Regions from separate parts of the Mus musculus genome. Here regions 2, 3, 4 and 5 are each linked to region 1. The links are chromatin contacts, called in public promoter capture Hi-C maps. All regions are on one chromosome and are shown on one strand. The core of a region is the stretch at or near the end of the contact, and the rest is flanking DNA. Distances in the headings are between cores, read along the strand shown.

Evidence for each region. Promoter capture Hi-C pulls out the DNA fragments that hold promoters and counts their contacts. Capture Hi-C pulls out chosen DNA fragments and counts their contacts.
Region 2: a promoter capture Hi-C map of pre-B cells shows a contact between it and region 1. The contact joins the promoter of Clcn5 here to the promoter of Gripap1 in region 1. A contact is called at or near these places in 13 of 39 promoter capture datasets (the 3T3-L1 cell line, 3T3-L1-derived adipocytes, the C10 cell line and 7 more), 2 of 484 Hi-C or Micro-C datasets (CD4 T cells and muscle stem cells), 4 of 115 datasets of contacts at active chromatin or transcription factors (embryonic forebrain, embryonic stem cells, extraembryonic endoderm stem cells and 1 more) and 1 of 9 other capture datasets (liver).
Region 3: a contact with region 1 is called in a promoter capture Hi-C map of liver, with 2.8 times the contacts expected there. The contact joins the promoter of Ebp here to the promoter of Gripap1 in region 1. A contact is called at or near these places in 2 of 39 promoter capture datasets (cranial neural crest and liver) and 2 of 9 other capture datasets (adipose tissue and liver).
Region 4: a promoter capture Hi-C map of erythroid cells shows a contact between it and region 1, with 4 times the contacts expected there. The contact joins the promoter of Tbc1d25 here to the promoter of Gripap1 in region 1. A contact is called at or near these places in 2 of 39 promoter capture datasets (erythroid cells and liver) and 2 of 9 other capture datasets (adipose tissue and liver).
Region 5: a promoter capture Hi-C map of second pharyngeal arch cranial neural crest shows a contact between it and region 1. The contact joins the promoter of Was here to the promoter of Gripap1 in region 1. A contact is called at or near these places in 10 of 39 promoter capture datasets (the 3T3-L1 cell line, the C10 cell line, the HPC-7 cell line and 7 more), 2 of 484 Hi-C or Micro-C datasets (B cells and embryonic stem cells), 3 of 115 datasets of contacts at active chromatin or transcription factors (extraembryonic endoderm stem cells, memory CD8 T cells and microglia) and 3 of 9 other capture datasets (adipose tissue, liver and pancreatic islet).

What each region holds. Positions count from the first base shown.
Region 1 is chrX:7,788,720-7,791,252 of GRCm38.p6, reverse strand. It overlaps Gripap1 (GRIP1 associated protein 1), which reads right to left and starts at 1,260. Exons shown (of 26, transcript NM_001290455.1): 1 at 1,185-1,260. The coding sequence starts at 1,226. Gm39487 (a long non-coding RNA gene) reads left to right here and starts at 1,313. Exons shown (of 3, transcript XR_003953042.1): 1 at 1,313-1,387.
Region 2 is chrX:7,318,090-7,320,622 of GRCm38.p6, reverse strand. Clcn5 (chloride channel, voltage-sensitive 5) reads left to right here and starts at 1,265. Exons shown (of 14, transcript NM_001243762.1): 1 at 1,265-1,517.
Region 3 is chrX:8,192,253-8,194,785 of GRCm38.p6, reverse strand. Ebp (phenylalkylamine Ca2+ antagonist (emopamil) binding protein) reads left to right here and starts at 1,274. Exons shown (of 5, transcript NM_007898.3): 1 at 1,274-1,985. Porcn (porcupine O-acyltransferase) reads left to right here. Exons shown (of 15, transcript NM_023638.4): 15 at 509-940. The coding sequence ends at 610.
Region 4 is chrX:8,174,653-8,177,185 of GRCm38.p6, reverse strand. It overlaps Tbc1d25 (TBC1 domain family, member 25), which reads left to right and starts at 1,262. Exons shown (of 6, transcript NM_172478.4): 1 at 1,262-1,475. The coding sequence starts at 1,353.
Region 5 is chrX:8,089,218-8,091,750 of GRCm38.p6, reverse strand. It overlaps Was (Wiskott-Aldrich syndrome), which reads left to right and starts at 1,260. Exons shown (of 12, transcript NM_009515.2): 1 at 1,260-1,460; 2 at 1,767-1,907; 3 at 2,409-2,495. The coding sequence starts at 1,323.

The sequences.
Region 1 (2,533 bases), core at 11-2,510:
ACCTTGAAGTCCCTCTCCAAAGCCCAATAGTATCTCCTTACACATGGCTCAAATAGGATAAACGTTCCTTGCTCAAGTATCTATCTATCCACTTTTTACAAGATGTCTTCAATGGGGGTGACATTATGTCTGTCCTTCAGGATCTCTCAAATGCCCTTGGGCGGGCCAGTTGAACTAGTTTTATTCAGAATCTTCTGCAATTTCCAGTGGTCCTCCCCATTTATGGTCCAATGAGCTCACTCTTACATCTTCAGTGTCCCTCAAGCAGACTAACTAGCTCCCAGGCCAATCGAATATTTCTGCTCCCTCAAGTGTTCTGCCCCCAACCTATAGGACTCTAAGGTTTCCCCATTTCAGTCTTTCCCACTAAGGCTCCCTCACTAAGTGTCCATTCATTATGCAGTGCTTCTATTCCCTCTCGAGATGCCTGGAAAAGGATCAACAAGTCAGAGGACCAGGTCAGACTACTCCCCCAAACCCAGTGATGTCCCCTTCCCTGAACTCCCAAAGTATCAGTTTATAAATATCCTCCGGCCCTTCCTCTAATCTGAGTTAATGGTATTACCTACTCAGAATGCTCATCACCCTGGGTCTAAAGGAATCATCCCAATCCATGCAATTATGCCAACCCCTCCTCTTAGGATCTTCTAGCATCAATGGCACAACAACTCTAGGGAAGAGATCCACGGTCTTTCCCTACTCCCCTGGCTTAGTAGTATTGGTATCTCCCACAAACTTTCCACCTCCCAGTAGTTCATGGTCTTGTCCTGTCAAATAACCAGAGGCTTCCCCCCTCCCCATGACGCAAATGCCTGCTTCTTTTCTCTCCCGACCAAATAATTTCTCCTCAGAATCTCCATCCTTTAAAGTCTAACATCATCACCATTTAATGGTATGCCCTACACATGGACCCAAAGATCCCATCCCGATTCCGGACTGAGAAAGGTATCGCCTAAAGACGTTCTACATTCCTTTTGAAAAGCTAAAAGAATCCAACCTTCAGAACCCACATAGAATCTTCGAAATCACTAAGATCGCCACTCAGAGCCTCGGTTTCCCTTCTCCAGACCACCCCCTTATACTTAAGACCCATTCCAACCAAATCTTCAGAACCGATGGCTGGTCTTGTCTCTACCCCGCCCCCAGTCTACTAGACGGGTGGTCTTCCCCACATCCAGCGGCACCTGCATCCGTTGAAACTCCTCTTCAGACAGAGCTTGCGCCATGTTCCTCCCCCCATCCCCCGCAAGCTTTGTGCGCAGCCGCAGCTTCTGCGGCCTGTCAGTGCTAAGGTCGGAGCGAACCACTGACCAGTAATTGGAGGGGAAGAAACCTAATTCAAATGTTCAGCATTTTAGAGATGGAAAGAAGAGAATGATGCTCAAAGGTCAGACAAATTTTACTTTGATTTTTACAGAATTGTAAATTGTCTGTTATGGCTTTTGAGCATTTATAGATTACTCATTGCTATGCGACATTATGGTATCCCTGTATCTTGGGTGGACTCGTCGGGAGGGAAGTAATCCTCTGACGGAAAATTACCCTTCCGCGACGCTCCTTTAAAGAGAAAGTGACTTAATAATCAAGGAAGTGAAAGCGGAAGCTTCCTCGGGTCTTGTTCCGGCCCTCCTACGGGTGACCCCAAAGGGGAATCCCGCCTCACGTAAAGTCCTTGACCACCCACCCCTCATTTTTTTTTAAAAAAAGGTCTGACAATGATTTTTATTAACACAGTGCTTTATCTCATATTAGGGAAAAGATCTAGTCATTGAGAAAGCTAAAAATTCACGAGGAGAACAGTAGCGAATAAAACAAAACCAGAAAAGTCCATTAAAAATAAAAACAAAAGCTAGCTCCATGGAAAAGAGTCCGGTAGCACACTCAAGGTTCTGGCTGTGCTCCCCAACGCCGAAACAAAACATCAGAAACAAGGATTTAAAAGCGCTCTAACCATCGCCGACCTGAAAGCAAGTGTTGCTCAGTGTATTCTCATAGAAATGAAATGATTTCCCTGCTATGGGAAATATATTCAAGCAGGGCCTTTGTAAATTGAAAGATTTTATTGATATAGGCTCTCTCTCAATATAAATGCAGTCATTTAAAACGATACCATTCTTAGACTTTTCAGACACCTATGTCGTCACAATCCAGGGAGAACACTTCCATCACTCCTTAAAGGTTCTTTCAATCCATCCTCTTTCTACAGCCAGAACAACATTGTTTCTTTTGGTGCTATAGTACATTTGTCTATTGTAGAATGTGATTCAATGTATTCCTTTTGTATTTCCATTTATTTTTCGCTTTTGGCTGTTGCAATTCATCCAAGTTGTGTTATCAGATTTTTTTCTTTTGTTAGTGAATAGATTTTTTTTTTTGAGGCAGGGTTTCTCTGTATAGTCCTGGCTGTCCTAGAACTGGAAAGTTGGAGTTTATTAAGAAACAGTTCTTTTTTTTTTTTTTTTCTTCTCCAAGACAGGGTTTCTCTGTGTAGCCCAGATGTCCTGGAACTCACTCTGTAGAACAGGCTGGCCTC
Region 2 (2,533 bases), core at 16-2,515, 470 kb after region 1:
CTGGTCTGTCGAATGGTCCCACACTCTTGCAAATATGGGCAGCACTAACTGGATTTATTGGGTTACTAACACAAGAAATTTGAAATTATGAGGGGAGGTGTTGGGGGAAATATGGATTTCTTGGGGAGAATTGGAGGGAGCAAATGGAAGCGTATAAGATTATAGTTTATTGTATACTTGTATAAACTTCTCAAAGAAAAAAAAAGTCTACGGGTGTGGCACAGGTCTACAATCCCAGCGCTTGGGAGGCAGAAGCAGCTGAGTATCTGTGATCCCAAGGCCAGTTTAGTTTACATGGTGAGTTTCAGGCATCCAAGGCTAAATAGTGAGTCCCTGTTGCAAGAAAAAAAAATACTATTTACTACAGTGGATTTTGAATTTGAATACTTGGCTTCTAGGTAGATTACTTGTGTTGATGATGTGGATTCCAATCTTAGTTCTTGCAATAAATTAATAGCTGCACTCCATTTGTATAACCTGTTCATTCCTCACAAGGATAGGATAGTTCTTCTAATTATTCGGAATGGCTTTGGAGACAGAGAGACCTCAGTTGGAATCTGAGCTTTATTTTGTGTTTTGTTTGTCTGTTTTTGAGACAGCATCCTGCCTTCAAACTTACAATATAGCCTAGGATGACCTCGCATCGATTCTCCTGCCTTCAACCTCAAAGAATCGGGATTAGAAGTATATGTCACCTTGAGTTTTCGCTTGACAATGATTAAATTGGCAATAATACCTATAAGTAACTGCAGTATAGATTTCCCTGTGTTGGATTAAATTGGCCCCTGCAAGCACTACTGTATTTGATCACTATTCTTATTGCTACTACAGTGTGAGATTGGAAAAGCTATGTAACCTTTCTGAGCCTCTGTATTTTTATGAGGGAAAACGGATAATGACACACTCTTCATGAGTTCTTGTGAGCATTAAATGAAACGAATAAAGTATATTAGCCAGAACAATGCCTGGCATAAGGGAGGCTTAAATTTGTGGTCTGATGTCCGCTGTGGGCAAGATACTCAGGATAAACAGTTTGTTCTAAAGACAAAAGCAAAACCAAGGTAGGCAATCTGCAAACAATGAAACCGAAGGGAGCATTGCTTTTTTTTTCCCCCAAATGCAACTGACACGCCCCGCATTTGGGTTGGATCCGCCCAGTCCTCATTAAATATGGCTGCAAGCCCGACTACCCTATTGCGGTTGCGCATGCCGAAGCTCCTCCCAGCTGCTGCTTCTCGGTGGCGCTTTCCCCCCTGGCCGGCCCGAGGTGCCTGGAGCGGGCCCTCCGTGGCGCGCATGCGCAGACGCCGTCTTGGCAGAGCTAATACTCCAAGGCGCCTGTCACATGAGCCTCGCTCCCGCTCCGCTCCCCCTCCTCCCGGCTGGGCTGTGTGAATGAAGCTCTGCCGGCTACGTGGGGCGCTAGCTCTACTCGCCGTGTGGAACGCCAGAGCCGACTGAGCGCGCTGCCCACCGCCGGTGGACACGGGCTCCGCCGCGCCGGACCTCGGTGACAGGTAAAGGCAAATGGGCTTCCCTTCCCCAACAGGTCCTTCCCGGCTCACCGGCCGCCGGCCCACCCGAGGAGCCCCCCGGTACGGCGAGCAGGGAAGAACGCTCGCCTGCCACCGCGGTCCCCGGAGCTGGCGTTCCCTCTGCCCGGCCGCCACTGAAGGAGGTGGTGGACAGCCTGGTTCCTGCCAGAGCGGGGCGGCATCTCCTCGGCAGCCCAGCCCTGTTCTGGGGAGCAGGGTCCCCAGGCTGCCGATCGAAGTTTCCTTGCCAAGCGGCGCCAAGCCCACCCAGCTTTGAAAGCGGGGAGCTTGGCTGCCCGCGTCGCTTCTCCAGAGGACAGGGCTGGGGCGGCGTTCGCTGGGAAAGCGCAGCCGAGGCCAGGTTCGGCTTGCTCCTGCTTTGGACCCGCCACAGGTTTCTAGGGCTTCTTAGCGAAGTGCAGTCCAGACGGTCTGGGCGAAGAAGTTGGTGTGCGTTTTCGCCCTTTGCCGCCCAATGCGCTTAAGCTGCTGCTTCCAGAGGTTGGAGCCCCGCGCTCCAGCTCCTTTCCAAGTAATGGAAAGAAAGCTTTAGCTTTAGCTTAACTTTGACGTGCTTTTTACCTTTATGAACGTTTCAGAACAAATCAGTTGACTGAAGTTGGACGGGTGGCCCTGTGATAACGTCAGTGGAAGCTGCGCCGAGTAAATGAGGGGAAAGCCAGAAGGTGAAGCATTAAAAACCAGTGAGACTCCCCTTTACACATACTTCATAAATGTATTAGTAATTTCCCGGGTTGAATTTCAGAGCTGTTAAATTTCCCCTTGTTCCACGACGTGCTGATCAGTAAGTACTTCTTAACAGTAAAATAGGAGGGGGATGGGGAGTCGACTTAAACTGAGCCATGTTCCAGGTAAACTCATTGGAGCACTTTTCCCTGGTGAATTCATCCTTAGAGTTTAAGCTCTCTTTTTCTTGGATTTCAGGAGCCTCTCCTCATCCAAAGCCCAGTCTTTGTTGGAGTTTTGAGGACTGGCGC
Region 3 (2,533 bases), core at 25-2,524, 400 kb before region 1:
AGCTGGCCTCGAACTCAGAAATCGGCCTGCCTCCCAAGTGCTAAGTGCTGGGACTAAAGGTGTGCATCACCACGTCTGGCTTCCCCCAATTTTTTAAGTACACAGTCTTCCTTTTTTTTTTTTTTCATTGCAAGAATTTGTCAGGGTTTACTTTGTCCTGTATTGGTAGACACTCAGATTTCTAGTGGTCTCATATACAAACGACCTCAGGGATCAGCATGACCCACCACATCCAACATATTTTTAAAATAACTCTTTTTGGTGTGCTGGAAATCAAAACCTGGGGCCTCCCCATGTAGACCCTCCCATCAAGCTGTATACTCAGCCCCTTAAAATGATCTTTAAAGAAGAAGAAACCAAACTGTATCTGGTCACCCTTGATAAGCACCTAGACCCTTCTTTTACTCAGGAATATGAAATACCAAAGATCCCTGGGCAAGAGATGGGTTTTCCGGAGACTCACTGTCCTTGTTGAATTTCAAAATCATGACTTGTTTCTCTCCCACAGGGCTACGGCATGGCATACACTGTCCACAAGTGGTCAGAGCTCAGCTGGGCCAGTCACTGGGTCACTTTTGGATGCTGGATCTTCTACCGTCTCATAGGCTGAGGCATATGACCATCATAATCCCCTTCAATACCCCTCCTTAGGGTGCCAACTCTGATGGGGGATGAGAAAAGACCCTTTCTCTACTCCTTTTCCCTTATCCATTCTTGACCCCCAACACCCCTCCACACAACATAGGAACACACACAACTTTCTATGCCTGTCAATCCTCACCCCGCCACCAGGCAGGAAGGGGGTGGTCCTTATTGGGCCAAGGAACGATGGATACTTGGGAAAGCAGACAGGAGCAGATCCAGGGCCTCTGCGCCTGCCGTCTCCCTTTTTTATATGCAGTTTGTTATTGTCGAATAAAAGTAGAACTTACACAACAGGCTCGGTTTTTTGGTTTTTTGTTTTTTTTTTTTTTTTTCACTGATCAGAGGGGAAAAAGGGAAAGCAAAGAAATTCCACCACACATAAAGGTTTGGAAACTGAAAATCGTGGAGAGGGAAAATAAAATTGTGATCTATTCGCGATGAATTCAACATGGTCTGTGATTGGCTAATGAGTCTATGATGGCGGGGTCCTGGTCCTGCTTGCGTAGAGCAGGGACAGATTTTGTGGGGGAGGCTTAGTAATACTTCATGGAAAACTGGGGGATCCCTGTACTGATTGGTTCGTCAGATTCGAACGGGGCGGGGTAGGGCAAGACAGAAGAAGGGTTGATGCCTACTGGTCCGTAGGTAATAATTAAAATGACAGTTTGAGATGATCAATATTCTGACTAAATGCTGACGAGGTCTGTTTGCCAACTTGTTTACCGTCATGCCTTCTGTTTGGCTTTTAAGAACTGGCACTGTTGAGAGTCTACACCAACTGCTCAGCAGGAGTGAGGGTTTGAAGGTGACCGATGCTGTTAGGACTGGAGAGTTCTGAGCTCTGGTGGGCGCTAGGTTTGTTTGTACTGAATGTAATCCACCTGTCGTATTCTCTGCATTTGGGCTAAGAATGGGTCCGGGAACTGATTGGTTGCCTAGAAAACTTAGAAGACCACGCAACTCCGGTCACTAGCAAATGTTGAGGGTTTCAAATTTCAGCCTCATCTTGTGCGATTGATAAGAGGGCAGGGAAATTGAAGCTCAGAATAGCATAGATTTGCTATCGGGAGAAAGCGCCCACAGACCTTGGAGGTCTCCACCCTACTCCTGACTTGGTCTCAGCCAACAGGGAAGATGACACCATAGGCGAGGACAGGGCCTGCGACATTCGGAGGACTCCTATTGGCAGAAGCCACCTTCTCCACTTCACTATTGGTCCGCTCCATCGGGCGGGGAAGCGCTAGAGCTGAGCGGAACTGGGGCTATTAGGGAGCCTGCAGGTCTTCCTGGAAAGTCGCAAGCCTGTGTTAGGAAGTCGCCCTGCGATCGCGCCGCCTGGGGTGAGTGCCAGCCAGCTTGTCCGAGCCCCTCCACGTGCCCAGACCCTCCACGACAGCGGTTTGCCTGCGAGTCCTGCCCTACCCTGCGCTTGCGCGGGACCCGGGCCCTAAATCGGTTGTCCAGACGACGGAAGACTCGCCCTCTCGTTGGGCAGCTACAGTGGAGGGTTCTGGTTGTGATTGGTGGTCTCTGGGCTTTGTTTTCCTTTCTCTTGGTTAGCGCCGCCCGTGAGACCCCTGCTTTTGCTACTTCTAGCTTGTTGCAGGGTGGCACACTAATTGCCTGGACTCTTGCTTTTGAAACGTGGTGCTTGGGGCCGCAGCTCTGATTCCTCATCTCTGCAGCCCCCTGCGGGTGGGAGTAGCGTCCAGTTAAATCTCAGCCACTGGACCCTGCAGTGCACCCCGACTACATTCCTGTGTCTTTCCAACAAACTGAGCCCCAAAGTGCTAGGACCTGGCTTGTTGACAGTGACTCGCCCACCAGACTGTGATCATACTCTGTGACTAGCAACCAGAAGTACAACTCGATGATGCTGGCAGTACAA
Region 4 (2,533 bases), core at 13-2,512, 390 kb before region 1:
ATATCTGTGAGTTTGAAGCCAACTTGGTCTTCAGAGTTCCAGGACAGCCAGTGCTACATAGAGAAACCCTGTCTTGAAAAAACAAACAAATAAGCAAATAAATAAACAAAAAGCATAAGATGTGTTCAACGATCTAACTCATATTTAACAAACACATATTTTTATTGTGACTGAAGTGCTGTGGACCTCCTGTATACTAGACATATGCTCTATCAATGAGATAAACCAGATAGAGCTTATAACAGGGCTGACCTCAACAAACTGTAATGATTAAGTAAAACAAAGACAATGTAGGGTCGGGCAGTGGTGGCACACGCCTTTAGTCCCAGCACTTGGGAGGCAGAGGCAGGTGGATTTCTGAGTTCGAGGCCAGCCTGGTCTACAGAGTGAGTTCCAGGACAGCCAGGGCTATACAGAGAAACCCTGTCTCGAAAAAACAAAACAAAACAAAACAAAACAAAGACAATGTAGGTCCAGCACTTTTGAGACAGAGTCTGAAGGTTAGCCTGAACTATATGAAAATGTCACAAAAAATAACAACAACAAAAAAACCTGGAAAAAAAGTTTAGGAAAGAAGTAGGACCTTCAGAAAGCATACAATGTTTGTTTTTTGGTAAATTACTTAAGGAAGTATAAACAAGGATTTAGACGTGTGTAAAACTTTATCCTTGAATATAAGTGTAAATTAAGAGATTGGGAGGTGGGCATGGAGAAGGTGGCACACACCTGGAAGTTCTTGGAAGTCTGAGGTTAAAAAAAAAACTGAAGTTCAAATTATCTCTGGGAAATTAGTGAGATTCTGTTTAGAAAGAAAGGAAGAAAGGAAGAAAGGAAAAAAACTAAACAAAAAAATCTTTAGAGTACTATTTTCCCCCTTCAGGATATTAATTCGAAGGGAAGTATTTGAAACCGATGACATCATCTGTCACCAAAGGCACGTGGCAATTCAAAGCCGGTTCTGGAACGTTTATGTCAGCACGCTGTGGCCTCCTTGCCTCCCTCTTGTCTCTCTCAAGCTCGTCCGTTTAACGCGGCGGTTCATGAATCCGGAAGTAAACTGCCAAAACAACGGCGCCACGGACCGGGCCAGGCAGGACCTGGACAGGCACTTACACACAGGCAGTAAAAAGTAAAATTCTCCACTCTGGGAGGCGGGGTTCCAGGCAAGAGCACTCTAGGCGCATGCTCAGATGCGACCTCCAGCCCAAGCCAGGTGGGAGGGGCAGGGTCCTACAGCACCTCTGCGCCTGCGCTCTGGTGCAAGGTGGGGCCGCGGGCGCCCGCACTGTTGGGTGTACGTTAGGGTACGGGTAACTATCGGTTATCACCTGGACAGAGACGACAGCGGCGGGATGGCAACCACCTCCGCGGCCTCGGACTCGGCGTGCTCGGCAGCGCCCCCGCCCGTCGGAGGTGCCCAGGCGGCCGCGGCGGTTGAGGAGGAGGAGCGTGAGGTGGTACGGGTCCGAGTCAAGGTGAGGCTAGCCTGCTTGGGCGCCCAGTGGACGAAAAGACCGTAACTGTCCTAGGATAGAGCATCAGACCTGAAATTTGGGGCGTGACTTGGAGACTGGGGGCGAGGCTGGAGAGCGGAATTGATAGAATGAAGGCGTGGGTTTTGGGGACTTGTCGTTGGGTGTGGAACTGTAGAGGAGACAGGGCCAATGGAGTGGATGGGTGGAGCCTACGGGTAGAGAGGTGGGTTGTAGGGTTACCGGAGGGGCCTCTGGAGTCCAGAGGAAGGAAGGAGGTGCTGTCGCTGTCAGAAGGGATAGTCCTAAAGTCAGTCAACAAATAGCTATTGAGAGTTCACTTTTGTCCATGTCCCACCCCTGAGCCCACGTGCTTGTGGGAGGGGGACAAAAACAATTAAATGAGATATTTTGAACATTGGTGAATATCAGGAGAAAGTGATAGGAAAGGTTAGGATCTCTAGGGAGTTACTTTACCCAAAGCTGTATAGGAAAATCCCCTAAAGAGGACTCAAGTCACAGAGACCTGGATAATAATAATAATAACAAAATGTTAGCATATGCATTTAGGATGGGAGAAGAGTTCTAGGTAGAGGGAACACCTAGATGAGTGTGGTATGTTCCTGTAGGTTCCCATATTGTTGGAGAAGGAAGCCTGGGGGCAAAAGTAATAGACAATCAGGAGGGAGAAGGGCACATAGGACAGCTTGTGACATATAACACACTCTGAGGAAGGAACCCGTTGTGATACCTGCAAGCAGTGACCGGTGGCTCAGACTGGAGTGCCAGAGATCACTTTTGGGGTGTTAGCGCTCTAAGGCAAAGGTTTTAGTAAGCCAGATGAAGTGGGAAGGATGTTCACTCTGAGAGAGGTCAGCACACAGAAGTCTGGAAAGCATGTACTCAAAGGAACTCTCAACAGTTTGATACCAGTAGAGCCATAAATACATCTCAGAGTGGAGGGAGGGCTAGCTCCAGCACCTAGGTTTGCTGTTGAAGAAGGATCTGAGCAACAAACAGTGTTACAGGGAGATTTGCACTATGGGGGGTGGGGGGGAGTC
Region 5 (2,533 bases), core at 11-2,510, 300 kb before region 1:
CTGTGAGTTCAAGGCCAGCCTGGTCTATAGAGTGAGTTTTAGGACAGCCAGGGCTCTACACAGGGAAAACGTGTCTCAAAACAAACAAACAAACAAACAAACAAACAAAAGCAAAGCAAAGCAAAGCAAAACAAAACAAAAACCAAATAAAACAAAAACAAAAAACAAAAAAGGGGTGGGGGTCTGAGTTTAGGCTAGAGAGATTGTTGAGTGGTTAAGAGCACTGACTGCTCTTCCAGAGGACATAGGTTCAAATCCCAGAACACACATGGCAGCTCAGGACTGTCTGTAACTCTGACACCCTCACACAGACATACATGTAGGCAAAACACCAAGGCGCATAAAATAAAAATAAATTTTACAAAAGAAAGTAATTGGGGTCTGGAGAGATGGCTCAGTGATTAAGAGCACTGACTGTTCTTCCAGAGGTCCTGAGTTCAAATCCCAGAAACCACATGGTGGCTCACAGCATCTGTAATGAAGATCCAATGCCCTCTCCTGGTGTGTCTGAAGACAGCGACAGTGTACCCGCATACATGAAATAAATAAATGAAAAAGAAAGTAATTAGGGAGCTACAGGGGGCAAGAGTAAAAGATGGGGAAGTGAGTCATGGCCTTCTATATCATTGGCAACGTCCAAAGCTAGAGATTAGTTCATATGCCTTTTTTTTTTTTTTTTTTTTTTTTTTTTTGGTTTTTCGAGACAGGGTTTCTCTGTATAGCCCTGGCTGTCCTGGAACTCACTTTGTAGACCAGGCTGGCCTCGAACTCAGAAATCTGCCTGTCTCTGCCTCCTGAGTGCTGGGGTCAAAGGTGTGCGCCACCACGCCCGGCTCAATATGCCTTTAAAAGGAAAAGCTGTAATGCAATGGCCCTTTAGCACCTGGAGCCTTAGATTCAACCCCAGGCCAAGTCGGTGCTTTTGGAAGACGGAAGGAGGCTACACAGACTTGTGACTACTCTCTGCGTAGCTACCCTGAAGGAGAAGCTCTGCAGATGGCGTAGCTCTCCCTCAGTGTCCGACTAGAGCAAGGCTGATCTAAGCCTGTCAGAAGGAAATGGCCCCGCACAAAAAGGGAGAGGACGTTGGGAAGAAAGAAGAAAGGAAGATGCCCTGAGCTCATTACAAACTTGGATCTAGCCACGCAAATGGAGGAGGGCCCATGCCTGTCCTAGAGAGGAGAACAGGCCCTCTGGGGGGCCCTGGAGGACTTATTTCCCTTGTGGTTTATTGTACTTCCTGTTCCCCTGCTCACTGCGGAAGTTCCTCTTCTTACCCTGCACCCAGAGCTTAGCTGGAGAGGACTAAGGCAGAAGGCAGCATGAATAGTGGCCCTGGCCCTGTAGGAGGCAGGCCTGGGGGCCGAGGGGGACCAGCCGTTCAGCAGAACATTCCTTCCAACCTCCTCCAGGACCATGAAAACCAGAGACTCTTTGAGCTTCTTGGCCGAAAATGCTGGGTGAGTTGGGAGATCTCCTGGTCCTCCCAGTCTCCCTCCCTCTCCTCTTCTTCCTCTCTACTTCTTCTTCCCCGTTCTGCTTCCTCCTCTTACCCATATTTCCCTTCTCCTTGTTCCCATCATCCCTGTATCCCCCTTCTCCCCATCTCCTCTCCTCAGATTCACTCACTCCCCATTATCTTGATGTCTACTCCCCTTCCTCCTGGCTACAGCTCTTTCCCCAAGCTCATGAAAGCCACAGGCAGGCAAGGACCAGGCCTGGTGACCCATGAGCACACTGCACTGACCCCTGCTCTCCCCTCCTAGACACTGGCTACCACAGTTGTTCAGCTCTACCTGGCACTGCCCCCTGGAGCTGAGCACTGGACCATGGAACACTGCGGGGCTGTGTGCTTCGTGAAGGATAACCCTCAGAAGTCCTACTTCATCCGCCTTTATGGCCTACAGGTGACCCCATGCCCCACTGGACAGGAAAGCTAGTTCCCAACTTACAAAACCAGTTTTTGTCCACAGCTCCAAGCCTTCACTCATATCAGTGACCCCCTGAGCTCCAGAACCAAAGACCAATACAGATCCCAAGTTGTGTTTTTCTCATTCTGAGTCTAAGAAGACGGACCTCAGAAGGTTTATATCAAGACTTAGATCTGCTCCACAAATACCTGAGCCTCAGCCTCAAATATGTTCTAAATCATGTTGAATACTCTTAGAACTGGAATCTTAAATTCACAACGTGGAGCCTTCAACTCCTACATATAGGCTTTGGCTCCCAAACCCATATCTCTCATATCGGTGTCTGACTCTCAGACACCTAGAACCCAAACTCTGATAGTGAGCTGAAGCTGAAGAGCTTTAAATAAAACCCCGGGACACCAAACCTGGACACCATGCTCCAGTGGTCTGCCACCCAAGATGCCTGGATTTCAGCATGCACCTCCCCCCACTTTCCAGGCTGGTCGGCTACTCTGGGAACAGGAGCTGTACTCTCAGCTGGTTTATCTCACTCCCACCCCGTTCTTCCACACTTTTGCTGGAGATGTAAGTGAGCAGCTTGTGCATCCTTGCGCTGCAGTTGG